Regions from separate parts of the Mus musculus genome. Here all the other regions are linked to region 2. The links are chromatin contacts, called in public promoter capture Hi-C maps. All regions are on one chromosome and are shown on one strand. Each heading gives the region's core, a stretch centred on a gene start, on an enhancer-like site or on the middle of the called end of the contact. The rest is flanking DNA. Distances are from core to core; before and after follow the strand shown.

Region 1 (2,810 bases), core at 32-2,531, 840 kb before region 2:
CTCCTCAAAAGAAACAACAACAACAACCACACCCCAACCAAAGATCAAAATAAAGCAAAATGGTGACAGGCACCCGAAAGGTAACACCCACTGTTGTCCTGTCCTCACAACTGTACGCATGCACAGGTGCATGCTTATGTCCCCGCACACACGTGAGTGGTGCCAGTGTAACATGCTATGGCTGCGTTGGAAACAGATATATGCCCCCGAAAGAGTTCCCCAGTCAACCCGGCAATTCCGCTGGAGGTGTATGTATCCAAGAGGAATCACAGTATTTACATAAAGACTTTTAACACTAGCACTTTATTCACACCGAGAGAAAGGGGGAAAGTAGGTAAGCATCGACTGAGGAAAGGCTAAACAAATGCTTCCTATACACACAGTGGGAGATGAGTCTGGCCGAGGTGTGGCTACGCGGAACCACGTGCATCCAGTCTGCACACACCGTGGAAGAAGCCAGTCACAGAGACCACATGTTGTATGACTCCATTTATATAGAATGTTCTGAATAGGCAAATCCACCGAGGCTGAAATGCAGATTAGAGGGTTCCAGAGCCTGGGAGGGGGGAAGAATGGGGAGAGGTTACCCACAGAGGTTTTTTCTTTTAATTTATTGGGGAAAGGAGTAGTGACCCGAATGTTCTGGAATTAGATAAATAACTATGGTCGCACAACTTTGTTATACCAAAACCCCACTGAAACGTACGCCTTTAAAAGCATATACTCAGCGTTATGTGATCATATCTCAAGTCTTGTAAAAGGGAAAGCCGGGGATAGGGAGTAGGGAATGACTCCAACCCAATGGAAGAGCTAAATGGTGTGCGAACGTCGCCGCCGCCTCCTATCCAGGTCGCTGGCTAATTCTCAAGAACTTTGAGGCCTGAATCTGGCACCTAGCTAAAGCAAGCAGCAGGCCCTCGGAATCTTGGGGTCCTCGGGACGTGGTTGAAGCGACGGGACTCTTCTAAGGACTGGGGAGGCGTCCGCAGGTCCCGAAGTTGGCAGCCCGAAGAGTTAAAGATTGAACCTACAGCTCTTTTAAAGCCGCCCGGGGCCAATTCCCCTTAGGTGTCCTAGGCTTATCGGCGGCTCACAGACTGCAGATCCGTGTGGTGAGTGAGTGGAGGCGAGGGGACCCTTGCCCGGTGCCAGCTGTCCCAATGCCCACAGTGGTGCCGTTTGGGGGTCGTCGCAGCCACTCGGAAGGCTCCCGAGGCGCGGGGTGCGCGGTCGCTTTAAGGCGTCAGCGGGGCGGGGACGGCGGCGGCCGGGCTGGCTGGCGCGGAGCCGTCAGTCGGCGGCGCGGGGCCCGGCGGGCGCGGCGCTCCCTCCTCCCGGTGCGAGCGAGGAGGCGGTGGCCCAGGGCGGGAGCCCAGCCCCGGCGGGAGCGCGCGGCGAGCCGCCCGGCAACCCTGAGGGGAGGAGGCCGCCGGGCGCTTTGTTCCGTTCCGGGGCTGGAGGTGTGGCCGGTTCCGCGTTCGCCGGGCTGCGCTGCGCTGCACCCGGCTGCACCCGGGCAGCGGGCTCCGGCTGTGCGTGGCCTCTGCCCCCTACCACCGGCTCTGGCTTAACGGTGTGCAGCGGAGAAGTCGCTCACCACTCCGACCCAAGTGGGAAGGGCCTAGCCGCCGCTTAGACAGACTCCTTTGATTGTAGTCATCCTGGGGTTCCTCGGCTGCCCGGGTAAGGACTCGGCAGGGAGGTGGGCGGCGGGGTCGGGTAGGGGCTCTCCTGGCTTAAAATGGCGTAAATCAGGTTAAAGATCTACGGAGAGGTGGTACATTCATGTGGATAATACAAAACCGCTTTCTTCATAAACAACTCTTCACTGCGTCCTGGGTTCGGGTTGCTGGGCTGGCTCTCTGGTCACCACTGGGGCCTGCGCTCGTTAAACTGATGCGGCCCGGTGCCCATCATGTGTCAGGCTCCATGCCAAATCCTGTTCTGCTTGGAAAGCAGGGCACAAACTGAATGACAGTCTAGTGTGGTCAGTGGGAGAGCTCAAGTGCCCCTACGCCAGGGTTAGGTCAGAGAGACGACTGTTCAGAAGAGCAGAGTGGGCCCTTGACATTACGGTAGAACCCCCTGCAAAGCTGAGGTGCCTTGGGGACGGAGTGCAGTCTGGAGAATAGGACAAAGACCGTGTCACCTGAACTCTGACCTGAGCGCTGGGGCAGCTCCTGATGGTGGGGAACCTTCTTGGGCTACAATGGTGTTTTTGATTCTCTGGACCAAATTATAGAGACTGACTGATGACGCTCAAAACTGTGGCCTCCAGAGGTCTGGCTGGCCGAGGAGTGAGCGGAGAATGCTTAAAGCAAAGCTTACAAAGCCCTGGTACTTGATGGGAATTTGCCTATCTTCAGACAGGACGCCTCCAGAAAGATGGGAGAAGTGGGACGTTAACCTACCCAGGACTGTGCCTATGCCTGTGCTTTTGACCCCGTGTCTGTTCTGGCCTGTTGTGAGTGAGGCTCTAAGATGCTGACGTTTAAGGCTTGTGCAGCCTGCACTGTACATTCCTAGTGTACCAGTCCGCACGTCCTGCAGTGGTGGGTTGAAGTGTGGGGTGGCAGCTATGTATATTAACAACTGACGCATGTAAGGGCTCAGCTGTGAACAAAGCACTTTCACTGAAGCAGTTCGTAGACTTTCTCCTGCCCCTTTTCCCAGAGAAGAAATCTGAGCTGCTAACATTCCGTAAACCTTCTTATTTCCTGTAAATTGCATGTCCCTGCTGACTGGGGCTGAAAATGTTTCAGGCCGTGGTGTTTCTTCGGGGATGTGTGTGTGTGTGTGTGTGTGTGTGT
Region 2 (2,883 bases), core at 328-2,827:
CCATCCATCCATCCATCCATCCATCCACCTATCTATCCATCCATCCATCCATCCATCCATCCATCCATGCATACATCCACCAATCCATCCATCCATCCATCCATCCATCCATCCATCCATCCATCCACCAATCCATCCATCCATCCATCCACCAATCCATCCATCCATCCATCCATCCATCCATCCATCCATCCATCTATGCATCCACCCACCTATCCATCCATCCATCCATCCATCCATCCATCCATCCATCCATCCATTGATCCATCCATCCATCCATCCATCCATCCATCCATCCATCCATCTATGCATCCATCCATTTACCAATCCATCCATCCTTCCATCCATCCATCCACCCATCCATTCTTTCATTCAACAAGTATTTGTTCTGCACATAAACAGTACTAGGTAAAATTATAATAATGTATAGGCATAGCCTTCATGTGGTGAGAAAAATAAGCAGATAATAAGGAGAATGACCAGAAATTATAGAAGGGCCGATGAAGGGAAGGTATAAGGTGATTGGTGGTTATGGATTCAGAATGAAGAACAAACATTTGGGGTGCGTTTGAAAAGTTTGAAAGAACTGCAAACAGTTGGATTTAAACCCGCAAGTGGGGGAAGAGGTCTAGGAGGGCAATACACATTCATTATTCAGAACCATAAAACCAAAAAGAAAAGAGAAAAGGAGCACAGAGGAAAAAAATACAAAAACAAAACAAAAAACCTGTACACACATCGAGAGACTCAAACACGTACTTGTGAATAAGCAGTTGGTGGGATGTTGCACGTGCCCATGTGTTGTTAGGACCCGAACCTAGGGCAAGTACTCTAGTGCTGAGCTAAATTCCAAGCCCTTATTTTGTTTCTTTTGGTTTTTTTTTTGTTTTTTTTTTTTTCGAGACAGGGTTTCTCTGTGTAGCCCTGGCTGTCCTGGAACTCACTCTGTAGACCAGGCTGGCCTCAAACTCAGAAATCCGCCTGCCTCTGCCTCCCAAGTGCTGGGATTAAAGGTGTGCGCCACCACGCCCGACTATTTTGTTTCTTAATGTATGTACTCTTAACATGTATGTATTATGTGTGTATGCATGTGTGTGTATGTGGTATATGTCTTGTATACAAATGATAAAGCTAATACTATAAACAAACAAACAAAAGTAAATGGGCTGGTGAGATTCCTGCTCAGGTTGTAAAGATACCTGCTACCAAGTTTCACCTGAGTTCCATCTCTGGGTCGAAAGAGAGCGGCGACTCTCCCAGGCTATCCTCTGACCTCCACATACAAGTTCATGCGCATGCACACACAAACAAAATTACTTTAAAAAAATTCTTTAAAAAGTTCATTCCCACATCTGTAATCAGAGGTCAGAAAGCGGATTGCAGCGGGTTTGAGGTCAAGACTGCAGAGACTGTCTCTAAGAGGGAAGCGGGGCGGGGCATATAGCTCATTCCATACAGTGCTTGCCTTGCTTGCACAAAGATTTTAGTAGTTTTAAAACGCTTCCGCGGCGCCTTGCCTCCACCCAGACTACATTTCCCAGAATGCTGCACAAAAACCTCTCGAGCCGGAAGTTGCTCTATCGATTCCGGCGCAAAGAGCGTCTGGTAATCATGGCTGCAGTCAGAACACCGTTGTCGCTGTGGAGGTTCCAATTGGGCTCTCGGCGAGCACGGCGGGTCTGTACTCGGGCCACAGCCCAGCGCCACCCCGATGCTCTGCTCGCGACGCGGCCCCAGCCATTCGAGGTGGGGCAGCCTCGCCGCCTGCTCAGCTCCGAGGCAGGTGAGTGACCGCCAGAACTCTGCTGAGCGCCCGGGAAACTTAGAGCTTGCTCTAACGAGTGAAGGCGGCTTGTCAGACTGCGTGCGGCTTCCGTCCGTCCTTGCAGAACTTATCTAAGTCCTCATTCATTCATTCATTCAGTCACTAGTGCTTGCGTGCCGCCCCTTGCAAAGCATTACACTACATTAGCTTGGGGCATGCTGTAGGGTTGACCTGGACTCTGTTATCCCAGTGGCGATTGGCAGAGTTCTGTGATCCAGGCTACGTCGGGCATGGGGGGAGGGGGGGGCGGAAAGCACTTAGCTGCCTTTCAAACTATGTTGGACGCATAGGGATGAATCCCAGGGAAAATACGGGCAACGCTGCCACCAGGCTAACCATGCTAAGGTTAAAAGAACAAGAGGACACCATAATAAGCAGAGGTATAGAGAAGAAACTGAACGCTGGTATTTTGGGGGAACGTATTTTGGAGTTAGGATTGATAATGTCTAAGTAAGTGTCCAGGTTTTGATGGTAAGCAGTTGAATGGAGACTCGTGGCAAGCTAGAGAACATTAATGGTAGAAACAGTTTATGTGGTTGATTTTTGAGTTTGGATTGATGACTCGGTAAAATGAAAATTAAAAAACGGGAAAGGAGGCGGAATTTTGCTTGTTTTGTGTTGAAGTTGAGATGTCTTTGTTATTCCAGGGTCAGTATACAGTTAGATACAAATTGAGGCGCACTGGAGTAAAAAAACGATCACTAGAGTCGAGCAGGTGCGTGAGCTTGTCTCAAGACAGTGTAGTGCTGAGCATGTATATAGTTACTGGAGCTTGTGGGTGACCATGAGAATAAACACAGGAGTTTGGTCTTCAAAGAAACGTTCTCGTTAGTTTTGTGTCAACTTGACACAAGCCAGAGTTATCTGAATGGAAAGAAATGCCTCCATAAGATCCAGCTGTAGGACATTTTCTTACTTAGTGTTTGAGGTGGGAGGGCCCAGTCCATTGTGGGTAGTGCAATGCCTGGGCTGGTGGTGGTCCTGGATTCTATAAGAAAGCAGGGGGAGCAAACCAGTAAGCAGCACCCCTCCATGGCCTCTGCATCAGCTTCTGCCTC
Region 3 (2,705 bases), core at 170-2,669, 540 kb before region 2:
TCTCTCTCTCTCTCTGTCTCTGTCTCTCTCTCTCTCTCCAGGTTTCTCTGTGTACTCCTAGCTTTCCTGGAACTTGCTCTGTAGACCAAGCTGGCCTCAACTCACAGATCTGCCAGCCTGGCTTGTGTCACCAACCCTTTCTGCTTGGTCAGAAAGCCATTGCTAGTCTAGTGCAAGATACTTTTGCTTCTGTGGTGGACATGAGACTGACCTTGTGGTGGAGGGGAAGGAAGAAGCTTGGTACAAGGGTCGAGGATCAACGTGTGAAGGTCCTTTACTGACATTTCTGGCTGTGAGCTCGCTAAATATTAAGGGGAATTCTATTCATTAGACATCTGAAAAGACCTGGGCTTCACAGTTGGGTTAAGCATTTAATGTCCCACTGGCAATGGGCTGAAGCCTCAAAAGCTCCACATAAAATTACTTGTAGAAACCCCAAACTTGTACAAGCATGGTGAAATAGGTTAACCTCTGTTTTTTGTTTTTGTTTTTGTTTTTTTTTTGAGACAGGGTCCCTGCTATGCAGCTTTGCCTAGTCTGCAACTCAGGAAGTAACCTAGCTGGCCTGGCAATGCACCTGCCTTCTGGTCCTGAATGCAGAGCTTTATAGGCATTAGCCACCACGCTTGATTTTTTTTTTTTTTTAAATCACTTAGTTACATCCGCAGAATCAAACTATTGTTTTGACACCTTGTCTCATTTTCCTTCTACTTGTAGATTCTATCCTAGACTACTTAAGTATTTGCTTGAATTGTTAGAGTGGCGTTAGGTTACAGTAGGTTTACTATATGTAAACAAAAAGACTACAAGTATCCCACGCAGGACCTCTTAGGCTATGTGAGTGCCCTACCGCTGAGCTCTATCCGCCGCGCCCAAGGTTTGGCTGACAGTAAGTGAAATTCAAGCGTCTCACTAAAGAGCCATGAAATTTCCCGACAGCAGGGAGACAGAGGCGAGAAAAAAAAAAAAAAGCGCTGGGCGAAGTGTAAGGTTTGGCAGCCAAACGTCAGCTGCGGTGGTGCAGAGACGAACACAGAAGTGTTTCAAAGGCTGGACTCTTTACATCTAAATGATCGTTCACATCGCAGGGAATGGAAGGCCAGCTGGGCCGTGGGAACAAAGGGGAGTCTGCGGAGAAGCGGAACCGGGAGGTGCAGGTTTTCCCGAAGGCGGCGAGCTGGGGGCTGCAGACACCGCAGTGCTCTGCGAGCCAACCCCAGCGCGCCGGCAGCGCAGTAGGAACGCGGCACCGACAGCCGCACAGGGCGAGGCTGGTGCTGCCTCCCCTCGAGGGGCGGGGCTTGCGCGGTGAGTGGGCGGGGCTGCCTGGAGGCGGGCGTCGGGGGATTGGCCCTAGAGGGTGGGCGGGGCCGGGCAGCGGGGAGGAGAGCCCGGGAGGCTCGCGCGCGCGCTCGCGCAGGCGCGGGCACGGCGGTGGCGCGCGCGTGCTCCGTCGGGCGGTGCAGCGGCTGCGACGGAGCCGGCCATGGTCGTGGGCGGTGGGCGGGTGTCGCGCTGAGCCCCGAAGGCAGCAAGAGACTGGGAGCGGGGCATGCGGGTGTCGGAGCCAGGCGGGCACGGCTGCGGGAGCTGCTGACGGCGCTGCGGGATCGGGAGCCGGTGGCGGCGCGCGGGGCAGGTGAGCGCGGGAGGCGGCGCGGGCTGCGGCGCTGGCGGCTCGGGCGGGCGCTTCCTGCCGGGCTCGGCCGCGGGAGCGCGGGCTCCGAGGTACGCGGCGCCCAGGCCTCGGGCGGCGGACACCGAGCAGCGGAGGGCGCCCGGTGGGCGACCACAGAGAGAGCGGGCGCGGCACGGCCCAGCCGGTGTCGGTGCGGACGCCCGGCGGCTGCGGACCCTCAGGTGTTTCGGCGCAGCGTTCACCGCACGATTCCGGGCTCTCCGGTTTCAGACCGGTCAGAGTCCCGGTGCTGCGGCTAACCCGTCCCGCGCGGCCTTGGCTGAAATACCCCGAGGAGACGTGAAGCGGGAACTGTGAATACTCACCTCCCGGGATTGCGGGAGGCCGTGCTAACCTCGCTGTAAGTGCTCGGTGGACGGGAGCTTTTGGGAGTCGCTCACTGCAGCATCCTTGCTGGCTCTGGCTTGTTCCTTCCTAGAGGTTGGTATTGGGGGCAAATTTATTTCCGAACCGCTCTAGTGTTGCAATAAGCTCAACTCGAGTTGCTTAACGAAGGAGCCTGTTATCTTACAGCGGCCAGAGTAGGATTCTGTAGTCTCTTCCTAGAATTCTGTAGTTTCTCTCTTGGAAAGGCTGACTTGGAAACCTGTCTTGGGTACGGAGTGAATTAGTGCTAAGAATCCTATCAGAATCAGAGTTTACACAACGTGGAAGATGGTGGTGGGACATGTTACCTGACTTACTTTGGTATTTAACCCATCTGAAGTGACACTTAAATTGTCACTTGTTACAGAGTATAAACACAGGAAGAGTATGGAAACATACTCCTTTTTTCCTGCATTGCTACATCCGAAGGGAGTGACAAGTGCTTTTGTAAACATCGTTGTGGGCAGTGTTACTTACTGTCTGGTGAAGTCATCATAATTAAATTAGATGAGTATTTATTCTGAAGTGCTGAATGGATGTTTGGGAATACCAGTCGTAATGAAATCTCCAAGGAGTCTGAGTTTCCAGGAGTTCATTATCACTTGCGGGTCTTGGTACTGCTTTGTAAGTTTTTTTGTTT
Region 4 (2,865 bases), core at 29-2,528, 760 kb before region 2:
TGGTTGATATCCCAGGGTAGCCTGAGAAGAAGATGACCAAGAGCAGAGGAAGGAGATTCAGGTATTCTGACCTCCGGCAGCATTCCCATTGTTGTAAAACCTTACTCTGATAAATAAGTTTTTGGAGATTTATTCTTAATTTAAAATTATATGTATGAATGTGGTATCCAAGACCATCCCCTGGAGCTGGAGTTATTTGAACTTGGCGAGCCTCTTGTATGTGCTGGGACCTGAATTAGTGTCCTCTGCTTGAGCAGTAAGAGTTCTAGCCGAGGAGCCATCTCTCCAACCCCTTGCAGCAAGTAATTTTATCCAGAGGAAGAGATAGGAAGCGGGGAAGGGTGCAAGAAAGAGAACACACTCATCTTTTGATTGTTCATGGGGCTAAGCCTTTCAACGATTGTGGAAAGAGAATGAAATTACCCCAAATCAGGCCTGTTCTCCTCTTGACTCTGTCTCACCATCCGTCCATTTCTGTGATCTCCTGTATAGGCGCCTACAATCTGTGCCATCCGCAAGGTGAGTCACTGTCTGAATTTACGGAGCCTTGCTTCTCTTGGTCTGATCGTTCGGCCTGGGCGACACGAAAGCAGAAGGCTCATAGATTCCGAAGCACCTCAAGGCTGGCTTCCTCTTTCTTTTTCCATTCGCAGGTCGCTTGCCCTCTCTGGGTGCACCAAGAGAGAGTAAATGACTATGAGTGAAGATGGCCGGTTTCCTGGACGCTCCCAGTCCCAGAAAGGAAAGGCACTGACCAACTCCCCTGCAGACAGGGTTTTTAAAATGACGCTGAGGATGGGAGTGGGGGTGGGGTAGAGAATGGTCCCTAAGCTCAGTTTGACTGTGCTGGGAGCTGGGTCCAGATGGCTTAAGTAACAAATAGTTTAAGAGAGAAAAGCAAGGCTTTAAGGACCAGCTGGGAGTGGTCCCAGACTTTGGGTCAGATCCAACGCAGTGCTGGCCTAGGACACCCCGCAAAAAGTCCAGATGATACTGTGTGTAAGGAACAGGTTTTAGGTGATGTTTACCCGTGTTGGGTTGATGTGAAGAGTAACGCTTAGCTCACCCCAAATGACAACTGCACCCCTTCTGTTGACATTTATGCCAGACAGTGGGATCCCAGGATGCCCTCAAGGCCTCATCGGGTTGACCCCGCCCCTTTTCACCTGGGCACGCCCCTGGTGGCGGAGACTTCCGGATTTCCCTGCCTGCCAGAGCTCCACCCCTCTGGCCTTATGCCCAGACTCCGCAGTCCGGAGCTGGTAGAACCCGAGCTCAGAGCTTGGAGAGGCTGGCGGAGCAGGAGCTGCGCGGCTGCGGAGTCCTCGTGCCTTGAGGACAGATGTGCGCCGGCATAGGGGGTGCACCAACCTGAGCTGGGGTGAAGCTTCTAGAGAGGACAAGCCGGCGACAGCGAGATGCAGCCGGAGGAGCCCTGCGCCCCGAGCGCGCCCGGCGGTCCTGACGTCCCGGAGAGAGGCCAGCGCTCGCGGGACCCCGGACCGCGCCTGTCGGGCCAGCTACTGCCCGAGCTCTACAGCTTCGTGGCGCGCGTCCTTTTCTACCTGGCACCGGTCTACCTGGCGGGCTACCTGGGGCTCAGCGTCACCTGGCTGCTGCTTGGCGCCCTGCTCTGGATGTGGTGGCGCCGGAACCGCCGCGGGAAGCTGGGGCGCTTGGAGGCCGCCTTCGAATTCCTGGAGCACGAGCGCGAGTTCATCAGCCGTGAGCTGCGGGGCCAGCATTTGCCAGCCTGGGTAAGCCGGGCCCGGCGGAGGGCTGTGGGTTTCCGAGGGGGGAGCTGGGGCGTACTCCCGGGTCTTCACGCAAGGGCCGGGCTTCAGAGAAGAGTCGGAGGTGGGACACACCCAGGATCAAAACTGGGCGTCCAGGACTCCGCAAAGTTGCTCGCGTAGGAAACAGGGCGCTTCTTCCACCCGCCTGTTGATTTAAGAACTAGCGAAGGGCGTGACACGTATATAGACACATACAGCAGTGACAGGAGCACAGGGCTCTGGTCGCCTTCAGCCGAGAGCTGGCAGGAGTGCTCCGCAGAGCAAGCCGGGATACTGCGTGGACCACTGTCCTCTCCCTTCTTATGCCATGGGCTTGAGCGGGCCGTGTGCACACTCGTAGTCCAGAGACAAACCCGCTTCCTGGTGGCGGTTGGCATGGCTATGGTTTCTCAAATGCATCTGGTCCTGAGAACCCCACCTGGTTCACGTAAAAACAAAATCTGTACCCCCAGCTTAATTCCTCGGGTGGGGAACAAGGACGTTTAGGATTGGATGTTTCGCAAACATTGACCAAAGGAGTCCGTTTCAGAGGGTTAGTGTGTGACAGATCTGCCCCCTGGAGCTGGAGGCTTCTGCTTCCCTGAGTATCTTGTATCTCAGACTCCCAGGGGAGATATGCGGAGGCCCCCCCAGACTCCTAATTTCGGCTGGCTTGAATGTTTTGCGTGTGGCCTGAACTCTAAAACGCAGCTGAATCTATGAGCATCACACCTGTCTGTGATTGAGAAGAGAACGTTAGCATGGCTTATTAATCTCATTTGGAAATTAAGTCTTGCCTGTATGTAGTTTGTTAAGGCCATTGCAGCAAAGTACCACAGATGTGGTGGTTTGGACAACAGAAACTTAGTATCCTGTAGGTGATTAGTTCAAGATCACCATATCTAGGGGTCCATTCTGAGTCTGCTATCTCTCTCTCTCTTCTGCCCGCGGCTGACTTCTGACTTCCCTCTGTGTACCTGTGCCCAAGTGTTTATTTTGCATACAAGAGTATCAAGGCATTCAAATCCATTCTAATGAGCTTATTTAAACTTAGATCTGTCAAGATGTTCTCTAATGCAGTCACATTCTG
Region 5 (3,047 bases), core at 196-2,695, 970 kb before region 2:
GCCACTAAATCTGATGATTTGACTCTGATCCTTGGACCTCTAAGATGAAACGAGAGAACCTGCTTCCTAAGCTGTCCTCTGGCCAGGACATGTGTGAATCCACATACACACACACACACACACACACACACAATAAATAAATAAATGAAAAATCATTTTAAAGAAAATATATGGAGTTGGGAGAGTCACCTAGTTCTTCCTCGAGGGAGGGGTTTCCTAGAAGATGTATTGCCCGAGTTTCTGGGTGAGGTATAGCTCACACATATAGAGACTATTGTACAATTGTCAATGCTTTTGTGTGCTATATACAATTACAATTTGCCTGGTTGTAGCAGGCATACTAGGACGTGATTTTAGGTGTTACATGGGTGGACAGATGAACATTTAAATGTATTTATGAATGGTAATATGTACTAGAATAAAAAAGAATACAACACATTTGATTTCACAGACTTGATTTAGGACAAGGCTAACAATCTTAAATGGGCTCAATCTGGCTTTAAATAAAATTACTGAATGAGTAATAATTCCTGTGTAAAGAGTGGGAAAGACTGTAGTTACAGAGCTTAGGATATACCGCTACAGCACCAGGGTTCTCTTAAACTTCCAGGCTTTCAGAAGTGCAACACTTTGTAAGAGACTTATAAGCAAGGGTGATAAGTGATACAATAAATGTAGACATTAAAGTACAGGAGGAAATGAGAAACAATGGGAGAGATATGCTTTTACTTAAAGAGCACTGGGAGGTGAGTGGAGTTGAGGTAACAACCTGAATTAGGGATGGCTTTACTTTCAGAATATTTTAGTAGGAAACATTCACATAGTTTAATTCTCCATCCCCCATTTGACCTAAAGGCTGGAAATAATTCTAACACACAGACAACGTAAGGCTTTCCACATTCCAGGCATTTTTGTTGTTGTTGTTGTTGTTTATTGGGCCATTTATTCTCATTAGTCCTTATTTTACAGTCGGGAGAAGTGAAATAAATATAAAGAGGCTAAGAACCTTTCCAAAATATTGGCACTAACGAAAAGCAGCTAGGATTAAATCCAGGCGTCCTGGCTGTGGAGAACCCGTTCTTACCAATATACCAGAGTAAGTGGGTCGGGCACGCAACGCTAAATAAAGCAGGTCATAGTTAACTGTTGAAGCGTGAGGCGATTTTCATTGCAGGCAGAAGACCTAGTTTTGAGACCAGTTTCTCCAGCTTTAAGAGGGAGAGAATACTGAAACTAGGGAATGGTGTAGAGTGAGATAATGAATGTGAAAGTGAACTTCAGACTCCGTAGATAGTAACTCCACCTACTAGCGGTTAGGAAAGAAAACCTGTAAACTGAAATTTAAGAGTGCGGACAGCTCGTCGAGCCAGGGTGAGGCTCCGCCCCCCACCCGCGGAAGGTGGGGCAGGCAGGCTTCTGCGCATGCGGAGGCCGCTGCCCGCGCCCACCTCTGACCCCAGCCGAGAGTAGCTGCTGTTTCTGAGAGGACGATTCGTAAGCCGGGGTCCGGCGCGGTTTCCCAATCCCTCGCCCTTCTGCCCAGCCCCTTCGGTGCTCGAGCGACGCCTGGGGCGCGGTCTGTTCTGGGCAGCTTGCCTGGGCTTTCTACAGAGGCTCCGGCTGCAGGTCACATAGGTGGCTGTCGAAAGTGCCGGCCGCGCGCCGGCGCCGGCAGCAGCCGGGTGGGAAGGCTCAAGATGGCGTGCCTGTTGGAGACCCCAATCCGCATGAGCGTCCTCTCGGTGAGTGACCCGCCCGGCGCGGGGCAACCCCGGTCCTGCCCACAGCATTACCCCGGCGCCCTGAGCCTCCCGAGCACCACCCACTGCGGTGGCCTCAGCTGGGATGCACGCGACCCGGGCCGAGTCGGAGGCGTCTCCTACTCGAGAGCTCCCACCGGTGCGGGTTCCCAGGACGGCGGCCGTTCGGCCGGCGGGGAGGTCGGGCTCCAGGCAGCCGGCCCATGGGCGCGGCTTGGGTTTGGCCGAGCCTTCTCCCGTCTTCCTCCCTGCGCTGTTGCTTCTCGGGACGGAGCTCGCTGCCTGCGAGGGTTCAGGACAGGCCTGGAACCTAGAGTCCACTTCGCTCTCCAGGGCTGTGGCTAGAAGAGGTGCGAACTCTTAAGCTGCCACAGCACAGAGCTGCCAGACCAGGGCTGTGCGTCTTCTGTCAAGTCCCTACCACCAGGGCACCTGCCAACACCGCTTGCTTCTTGGCAATGGAGGTTTTCACATCAGCTGCAACTCGCGCTATTGTGTATGGTTATTTAAACCGCTTTGCTGTGCTCTGCTGTTGAGGTCCGGGCTCCGAGACTAGAGAAACTATGTTTCTAATGTCCGGTGTTTGATTTTTCTTTAGGGAGAGCAAAACATTTTAGGAGGGACCAAAAAGTCGGAATGAAAAAGAATAGGTTCCCCCAGTATTTGAAAGAAGGGAACGTATTGATATACCTAGAAGAAATATCAGGGTTTTTTTTTTCTTAAATTAAAAAGAAACAACAAAAAGCAAAGAAGGCGACTTTCGCCTTCCGCTATAATGTCCTTTAAACAAACAAACAAAAACAAAAAACAGGACCAGGAATGAAATGAACAAGAATGAGTGTTGTTGGGAGATAACTCTGGGAGGTTTGACCACAGATTTTAGCAGTTGGACTCCAAATAGAGCCTACCAATGATTCAGTTGTTGTTGGAAGTAAAGAAATAGGCGGGCAAAGAATCATCTTTTAGACCTGTGGAGACTTACCGAGATGGCAGTTGGATTATAGATGGCTTGTCAGATTCCCTATAGTCTTGCAACTCCAACCGGTTTCTTTCCTCTTCCCTGACTCTCACACAAACACACTTTTGTGTTCAAAGGCACTAGGTACATCACTCCAGTCAGGGCTGGTTAGAGCCATGCTGGCTACCCAAAAAGACAGAAGTCACTCTACAGTGCAAAATGCAATTTTGGAAGACGGTCAACAAATCTAGCCCCAGATCCGTCTTACTAAACTGTTTACTTAAACTGCAACTGGAGAAGTACTTTCTGTCCAATTACTGATCACATTA

What was found. Promoter capture Hi-C pulls out the DNA fragments that hold promoters and counts their contacts.
Region 1: a promoter capture Hi-C map of hippocampal neurons shows a contact between it and region 2, with 4 times the contacts expected there. The contact joins the promoter of Mras here to the promoter of Mrps22 in region 2. A contact is called at or near these places in 7 of 39 promoter capture datasets (the 3T3-L1 cell line, cranial neural crest, frontonasal cranial neural crest and 3 more), 2 of 484 Hi-C or Micro-C datasets (reprogramming fibroblasts and uterus), 2 of 115 datasets of contacts at active chromatin or transcription factors (bone marrow-derived macrophages and stem cell-derived neural progenitor cells) and 1 of 9 other capture datasets (adipose tissue).
Region 3: a contact with region 2 is called in a promoter capture Hi-C map of erythroid cells, with 7 times the contacts expected there. The contact joins the promoter of Pik3cb here to the promoter of Mrps22 in region 2. A contact is called at or near these places in 10 of 39 promoter capture datasets (the 3T3-L1 cell line, embryonic stem cells, erythroid cells and 6 more) and 3 of 484 Hi-C or Micro-C datasets (CD4 T cells, Th1 cells and regulatory T cells).
Region 4: a promoter capture Hi-C map of hippocampal neurons shows a contact between it and region 2, with 3 times the contacts expected there. The contact joins the promoter of Esyt3 here to the promoter of Mrps22 in region 2. A contact is called at or near these places in 7 of 39 promoter capture datasets (cranial neural crest, frontonasal cranial neural crest, hippocampal neurons and 4 more), 3 of 484 Hi-C or Micro-C datasets (nephron progenitors, reprogramming fibroblasts and uterus), 4 of 115 datasets of contacts at active chromatin or transcription factors (embryonic limb bud, forebrain, neural tube and 1 more) and 3 of 9 other capture datasets (adipose tissue, embryonic stem cells and liver).
Region 5: a contact with region 2 is called in a promoter capture Hi-C map of liver, with 5 times the contacts expected there. The contact joins the promoter of Armc8 here to the promoter of Mrps22 in region 2. A contact is called at or near these places in 16 of 39 promoter capture datasets (the 3T3-L1 cell line, 3T3-L1-derived adipocytes, the C10 cell line and 12 more), 5 of 484 Hi-C or Micro-C datasets (CD4 T cells, CD8 T cells, LSK cells and 2 more), 4 of 115 datasets of contacts at active chromatin or transcription factors (bone marrow-derived macrophages, memory CD8 T cells and thymic regulatory T cells) and 3 of 9 other capture datasets (adipose tissue, liver and macrophages).

What each region holds. Positions count from the first base shown.
Region 1 is chr9:99,435,183-99,437,992 of GRCm38.p6, reverse strand. Mras (muscle and microspikes RAS) reads left to right here and starts at 1,281. Exons shown (of 6, transcript NM_008624.3): 1 at 1,281-1,683.
Region 2 is chr9:98,600,373-98,603,255 of GRCm38.p6, reverse strand. It overlaps Mrps22 (mitochondrial ribosomal protein S22), which reads left to right and starts at 1,577. Exons shown (of 8, transcript NM_025485.3): 1 at 1,577-1,783. The coding sequence starts at 1,612.
Region 3 is chr9:99,138,925-99,141,629 of GRCm38.p6, reverse strand. It overlaps Pik3cb (phosphatidylinositol-4,5-bisphosphate 3-kinase catalytic subunit beta), which reads left to right and starts at 1,419. Exons shown (of 24, transcript NM_029094.3): 1 at 1,419-1,639. It also overlaps the pseudogene Gm2773.
Region 4 is chr9:99,356,943-99,359,807 of GRCm38.p6, reverse strand. Esyt3 (extended synaptotagmin-like protein 3) reads left to right here and starts at 1,278. Exons shown (of 23, transcript NM_177775.3): 1 at 1,278-1,757. The coding sequence starts at 1,419.
Region 5 is chr9:99,567,297-99,570,343 of GRCm38.p6, reverse strand. Armc8 (armadillo repeat containing 8) reads left to right here and starts at 1,445. Exons shown (of 22, transcript NM_028768.3): 1 at 1,445-1,742. The coding sequence starts at 1,698.